2 separate regions of the Mus musculus genome follow, and region 2 is linked to region 1. Evidence: chromatin contacts called from public HiChIP or PLAC-seq data. All regions are on one chromosome and are shown on one strand. The core of a region is the stretch at or near the end of the contact, and the rest is flanking DNA. Distances in the headings are between cores, read along the strand shown. Region 1 holds the start of Fndc3b (fibronectin type III domain containing 3B). Region 2 holds the start of Slc2a2 (solute carrier family 2 (facilitated glucose transporter), member 2).

The links. HiChIP or PLAC-seq counts read pairs in DNA pulled down with a chosen protein or histone mark.
Region 2: a contact with region 1 is called in an H3K4me3 HiChIP or PLAC-seq map of craniofacial prominence, with 5 times the contacts expected there. The contact joins the promoter of Slc2a2 here to the promoter of Fndc3b in region 1. A contact is called at or near these places in 2 of 39 promoter capture datasets (hippocampal neurons and liver) and 2 of 115 datasets of contacts at active chromatin or transcription factors (craniofacial prominence and extraembryonic endoderm stem cells).

What each region holds. Positions count from the first base shown.
Region 1 is chr3:27,708,684-27,712,120 of GRCm38.p6, forward strand. Fndc3b (fibronectin type III domain containing 3B) reads right to left here and starts at 1,769. Exons shown (of 26, transcript NM_173182.3): 1 at 1,663-1,769.
Region 2 is chr3:28,696,008-28,699,444 of GRCm38.p6, forward strand. Slc2a2 (solute carrier family 2 (facilitated glucose transporter), member 2) reads left to right here and starts at 1,896. Exons shown (of 11, transcript NM_031197.2): 1 at 1,896-2,024. The coding sequence starts at 2,010.

The DNA.
Region 1 (3,437 bases), core at 519-3,018:
CAATTAAGTGTGAGTGACCCTTCCGGGTGGATCATGAGAATTTTAAGAGTTGGGCAGAACGGGCACAAATGCCAGTGTAACAAACAACCAGGAGAGGTGCTGGTGCTCACGCTCTGCATTCCTTTAGAAGCCCCAGAAGACAGAAGACGGGCTCCTCCAAACATCCCAGGCTCTGATCACAGCTATTTTTAAAGGGTCTTAAAAGATTACCAAAATGTCTTTCTGGAACTGTATATACTGTCATTAGATGCTACCAGCCCCCACCCTACAAGATCTCGACAGTGCTAACAGATGCTAAAGGAACACGATCTTGTCACACAAACGCTTTTTCTCATAAGCATCAAAATAAAATGCTTGAAAAGCACATGCAAGTTTAAGGACAATACTAAGAGAGCAACTTTTTAAAACAATAATCAACGAGGCCTCACTTTTAGCCAGGCTGCCGCGTATCTCGCGTCTCGGTAAGCATGAACTCCGGTTGGCCCTCCTGGCCAGAAGCATGTCCAGGGACTTTACCCTCTTCAACAGCTGCTCCCAGGGAGCCAGGAAATTTACTGAACCCAGTCTTTACTGCATCCACAGTCAGCCTCCAACGAGGAGCGAACCAACAGCCCCCACACCAGTCACAAAACCAGGTCAGAGTTGCTATGCATGCATGCGCTGTGTGGCATAACTCAAGTTCCCAGGGTCCCAGCCGATACTTGGAGATGCGGGAGCGCCACGCACTCAAATCTGAACAGAGCAGTGAAATTTTGCTCAAAACCTGACTTTCTTTTGTACTGTTTTGTTGTTGTTTTAAAAAAGAATGTTATTCCAGAATGGATTCCTTTTCTTCCGGGTCTGTCTGCTCCTACTAACTCTCTGCCACAACCAGGGTGCCTCCCCTTTCCCAATGCCCCACCTCTTGCCACATTTATAAAAAAAAGAAAAAAAAATGGCACATTCCCTCTCCCCTAGCTTCTCCTAGTAAGGCCTGGAAACTGGAGGAAATTCAAATCAAATTAGTTGCACATTAAAAAATAAACAGACAAGCAATCAAGGGTGCCCACCCAACAAAAGCCCTCGCCAGTTCCAAAATATGATTAAGCCTGGGAGGGAAGAGGGGGAGGGGGACTAGCCGGGATGGAGATAAACGTGTGCATTTTTGGCCCCAGCGTCAGCCTCATCGCGGCCAAATTCTACATTTTGTTTAAAGAAAACGCTGGGCCTGAGAGAAAAGAAAATAAAAAGTTGTAACTTTTAAGGAAGTCTGCAATCCGCACTGTCTGGATAAAATGCCAGTGCTTCCTTCGTCTGGGATCGCCGGGTGGGAGCCGAGATTCGAAAAATCTCCAACCCCAGCCGTTCTCTCCGGGAAGGCGCCCGGCCAGCGGCGCCGCCCGGCGGCCCAGCCAGGTCTCCCGGGACGCTCGCAGAGTCCCCCAGGCTCCCCAGGCCGGGCGCTGGGGACGCTAGGCGGTCACGGCCCCGGGCCCCGGGCCCCGCTTTCCGCGAGGACTGACAGGCCCTTCCCACGGCAGCTCGTTCCTGCCTGCCATCCGAACCAGACGGTCCCCGCGGCCCGCCCAGCCCGCCCGCCGCCTCGGGGCGCGGATTCCACCCGCTGGGTCTCCCGGCCGCCCCACCCCCGGCAGGGGCGCCCCTCGAGCCTGACCGACTGACCCGCGCTCCGCTGGCCCACACGCACCGGGTCGTCCTCTGCTTCCCGCCGCGCCCCGCTCCCCCGCCCGAGCCTGCAGCCGCCTGGCTCGCCGAGTCCAGCCGCGGCCGCCGGTTCCCGCCCCCAGCCCGGGGGGAGCCCAGGGGGCAGGACGGGGAGGGAGGACGTGGCGCGCAGAGGTGGCCAGAGGCGGGCGGGGAGTGTCCCCAAGAGGCCCCGGCGGGGGCGGGGGCGACCGGTCGCCCAGGGACCCTCCCCGCGAGCATCCCGGGTCCCGGGTCACAGCCCGGCACCCCCAAGGGGGCCAAGGCAGCCCCGAATCCCAGCTCTGCGCGCACGCACGCCCTCCTCCCTCCACCATATGGAAATCTACAGCCTCCCAAAGTGACACGTCGAAGATTCCTCGGCCTGGCCGCGCGCCCTCCCCCTCCCAGGCAGCGGTCCTGCCGCGGGGATCTGGGCGGGGGAGCGGATTCCTCGGAGCGACGGCCCGGGGAGGAGGGGAACTGCGAGCCCCGCATCCTCCGCTTTCTTCCCGAGCGAGCGGGGGCTGGAGGGGTCGCCCCCTACCCGGCCGGGAGCTTCGGGCAGCCGAGCGGTCGGGGCGCGACCGGGACTCGGCAGCCAAGTTTTCCTCGGGCATCCCCGAGTGCTCCGGGGCCGGGAGCGCACTCGTGCAGACTCGGAGTCCGGCCGGGCTCCGAAGCGCAGGGACCCGAGAGCGACTGTGGGTGGCACGTCCCCCGGCAGCCCGCCGCCGCTCCCGCACGCCTTACCTCCCCTCAGGCTGAAACGGGGCTCCGGGTGCCCGCAATCCGGGTCGCCCACGCCGTCCCAGCCAGCCGCCCGCGGGATCCCCGCCGTCCCCTGCGCCGCTCCCGCCGCTGCTCTCCGCCGCCTCCTCCGGCCGCCGCCGCTGCTCAAATAACTACCAGGAGGGTTTGATGGGGGATTCCGCCATGTCAATGATGTCGGGACCACATGGGGATTCGGGCCCCGCCCACTGCCGTAAGCCTCCCAGTACACGCGCAACTACAAGAGCAAGCTCGCGGTAGCTCGGCGAGGCCTCCCTTTACCATAAGCCAAGCCAGGCTACACACAGCGGGGCTTCTCTTGTCTGAGCTGAAGAGAACTGGGAGACTCTGAATGAGATTCTGGAATCATCACTGCAAATGCAGTATTTGCTCAGTAATTACTAAAGCTGACTTGTTATTTTTCACTTATAACACATATTTCCTTTTCCAATTGTAATTCCCAGAAGAATCTTTCAGTGATTTTTTTTTTATTCTTTTAACTTCCCACAGCATTTTGCATAAGCAAATTTTATGATACCAAAATTTAAATGTCTATTGTCCCTTTCAGTTCCGGCTAGACATCTTTACTCGAAAGACTAAAGACAGTTCCTTCTAGTTTTTATTAATATTTAGTTTGGGCATACTTTATTTCTATTGTAAAAATGAATGTGTGTGTGACCTCAGGTATACACATGCCATGGTTTTTGTGTGAGTTTTAGAAACTTAAAAGTCCTGTCTACCTTACACGGGTTCTGGGACTCCAACTCTGGTTGTCAGACACGGTGGGCAAGTGTCTTTACACACTGAGCTATCTTGTTGCCCCTAAAGACTGTTTCTTGTCATTTATCTGGATTGTATGTGTCAAATGCAAAAGGATCTACTAGCTATCGATTGTGTATGAATTAAATATATACTATATTCCTGCTGCATAGGCTCTGTCAAAGATTAAGGGGTTGTGCCATACTGCCCGCAAATTAAAAAAA
Region 2 (3,437 bases), core at 646-3,145, 990 kb after region 1:
GCAGACTTCAAAAGACAAAGGTAGAAAAACAACCCAGGGCAGCTGTCACTCCTGATCGGCACAAGTGTGTTTTGGGCAGAGCCAAGTCAGTGGAAAACAGTTGTCAGGGCATCTCCCCTCTGGATCATCTGTGCTGTGTAGGACTGGACACGTGAGCCCCTGACACATCTTGGGGCGCTGGAAAGCCTAATACCAAAGCGGAGCGCAGCGTGTCTCTCTCTCTCTCTCTCTCTCTCTCTCTCTCTCTCTCTCTCTCTCTCTCTCTCTCTCTCTCTCGATCTCCCTCCCTCTCTTATGCCACCACACCAGCACTGTGCCGAGTAAGCGAGTCCAGCTCTGAGAAGTGCTGAGCAGTTCTTGGCACGGAAGGGAACGCTATAAAGATTAATGTCACTGCTATTAGCCCTTTCCATGCCTGCCTTCTAAGACATTGCACGCTGTGTCCCCACTTCAGTGTAAAGTCCTGGCAGGAGGTGACTGGGTCTCATTGGTGATAAGTTAGAGCATACAACCATGCTGAGCTCTGCTGAAGTTTGGGCTTTGAACTTAGTTGTTTGCCTCCCGTGTTGTCACCTTACAGAAATGTGGACACACATTAAAAACAACAAAAATCTAGGCATGGCCTGACAGTGCCTATAATCCCTGCACTGGAGTGGATCCGTTGGCCTGTCAGCTTGCCCACACGTATGGCTTTCAGAGTCTCTGAGGTCCTGTCGCAAATAGAGACAGGATAATAGGGTAATAGAGGAAGACTCTCAATACTGATTCCTGGCCTTCACACAGAGGAGTACACATATAACACATATACAGAGAGACAGACAGAGAGAGAGAGACAGAGAATGAATGAATGGATGAATGAATGAATGAGAAGAGATGGGAAAACGTCAGACTAATTAAACCCAGTTTCCTTCCGACCTTCATGTTCCTGTCATTTGGCCACCGGTTCTTACATTTCCTCTGCTGTAAACTGGCTCCATCCAGATGGACTGTGTGGATGGCAGTGACCACAGCTGGCAGTCCCAGGGAAGCTACCCAAACTTTGGTATCTCCCCCAGTATTTTTGTATCAGATGCCACAGGGGATTCCTAGGAAGAAACAGGGTCAAGACACGTAAGCAGAATTCACTGGAAAGCCAAGGCTATAGCAAGCACACTACGGCTCCCAACCAGGCTCTCTATGTGTAGCCAAGGCTATCCTACAACTCTCATGTGATCCAGTGAGTCTCCAATGCACAGCCTCCCCAGTTAGAGCATTATAGATGTGCGCCACCGCATCTGGCTCCGCACTCTCATCTTGAGATACACTGACTTAATAATAACAGTAGAAAGCACATTGCCACTATCTACTGAGAACTTTTTCTGTGCCAAACATTTATCACGTTATTTCCCTTAATCCCCTCAACAAAACAAAATGAGTGTGCTATCTTCCCTATTTTATCAGGCCAAAAATCAAACAGTAGAAACCTAAGACACAGAAAAGTCACAGGGTTTGACTCGCTTAAGTTCATCCTCACTAAAATGCTGTGATTCCAACCCCAGTGCAGATCCCTCCACACCTCACACAGATAACCGATGCTGCCACACTCTGTGGCCACAGAGCCCACAGAACTAATTTTCTGCAGAACAAACTGCTCTGTGCCCTCCCAACTTTGTCTTCCCGACACCACTGCATGCCTCGGCTTCCACAAAAGACCCCACAGGCTGCCCCTCTCAGCTGTCCCTGTCCCATTTCTGCCACACTTATCAGGCTGAAAATGGGTCTGTCTCTGGTTTGTAACTTATACTTATGAGACCTGCTACTGTGCTCAAGCCACAAGTCATTGGGGTAAAGGGTGTATTGATTGGATTACCATCAATACTCAGCTTCTGTTAAAAAGGTCAGAACTACCTCTCTTTGCTCCTCCTCCTCCTACAATGTATAACCAGGTAGAGTGAGCACTCTGGCTGGTCAGCTATTCATCCACATTCAGTACAGGACCTGGATTAAGAGGACAATTCCACACACACACAATGTCAGAAGACAAGGTACAGCGACCTTGGGGTCCTTTGGCTTTGGTTTTGAGGAGGTTGGGAATCTATTTAAGGCAGTGAACTTATACGCTGGCACTGGATGCAGTTACCACAGGTCCAGGCTACCTCTTTGCTTGGTCAATTACTAATCCTTTTGGCTACTAAGCAAATTCCATGTTCTTATTCAGTAATCGGACTTTTCAGGATATTTGCTGTTTTGAATAGCTATTGTAAGAATGTACCTACCACCCCCACGATCTGGGGAAAGTTAACAGGACTCAAATCATGAAAGTGGATCTGGAATGTTCAAAAAATGTCCAGGAATGAAAGGTAGTTCTAGATTCAGAGACTGAGAACTGATTGTTGCAGGCGACCTTGGACCATGGGAAGAAGAAGAAATGATCGGATGAAGCACCATCTGGGGGACTATGACCTTGGGCTGACTCTTAGCTAATACTAGCATAGCCTGTGTTGTATTCATGGCTGTGACAGCATTGCAATCAGACAGGGATTTTTGCCTTTGTTCTTAAGGAGAGTACCAGTTGAAGTCGTTAGGAATGAGGTGACACAATTAACCTGCAGCTTAATTTTAAATGGTTCAGCCAAACCAATACGCGTTAAGAAACCAATGTGGTGAGTGTTAGGTAATTACTGGGGAGCAAAGTGAAGGCTGTGGGGTTTTCATTTTCCTGGTATTTCAATGTCTCTGTAGATAGAAGGCTTTTTCAAATAAAACCTTCAAAAGAATGTGTCATTCTTCTGCGCTTACAAGTTCTCCCCAACCCCTGCATACGGCAATGGTGTAGACGTTGATAAATCTTCACCCCTGTTAAGATTCTCGTACACTGACCTGGTGAGGCTGTGCGGAGTGCTCTTTTGTGAGGGACACCACGTATTGTGGAATCAGCCAGGCTCGGGGGTGGGTTCTAATGCTGTGTGTGCTGCTGAGACTCGGACTAGATCAATTGGCCTTTGTGTTTTCTACACTGTGCTAACATAAGGACTCCTGGTGTATGACACGGGCAATCTGGGCTTTCTTTTAGTGATCTGTGAATGAAGTGATCTCTTCGGAGCTCAGAGTCAGTAAAAGACAACATGAGGAAGGCTTAGAGGGCAAATGTTTAAATGTCAGTTATGTATTTGTACAATGCATATTTAAAGAATGACCGAGAAATAGAGATTCTGTGAGTACTATAGCTCAGGATAAAGCTATAGCAGGGAGAACTGTAATGATGATTCACTAACGAAGAACCTGAAATTAGTAAGTACAGGGATGCTGTACAGAGTCGGCAGCTATGGAAAGGCAGCCCTCGTAGGCCTGACGTCTAGACGATGTCAAGAGGAAGGGACGGTGCTTAACAGCACCAGCCCAGGAAGGATGCTCAGGCTCTGCAACTTCCCTGTACTTTAGAGACTAAAGAAAAGCTT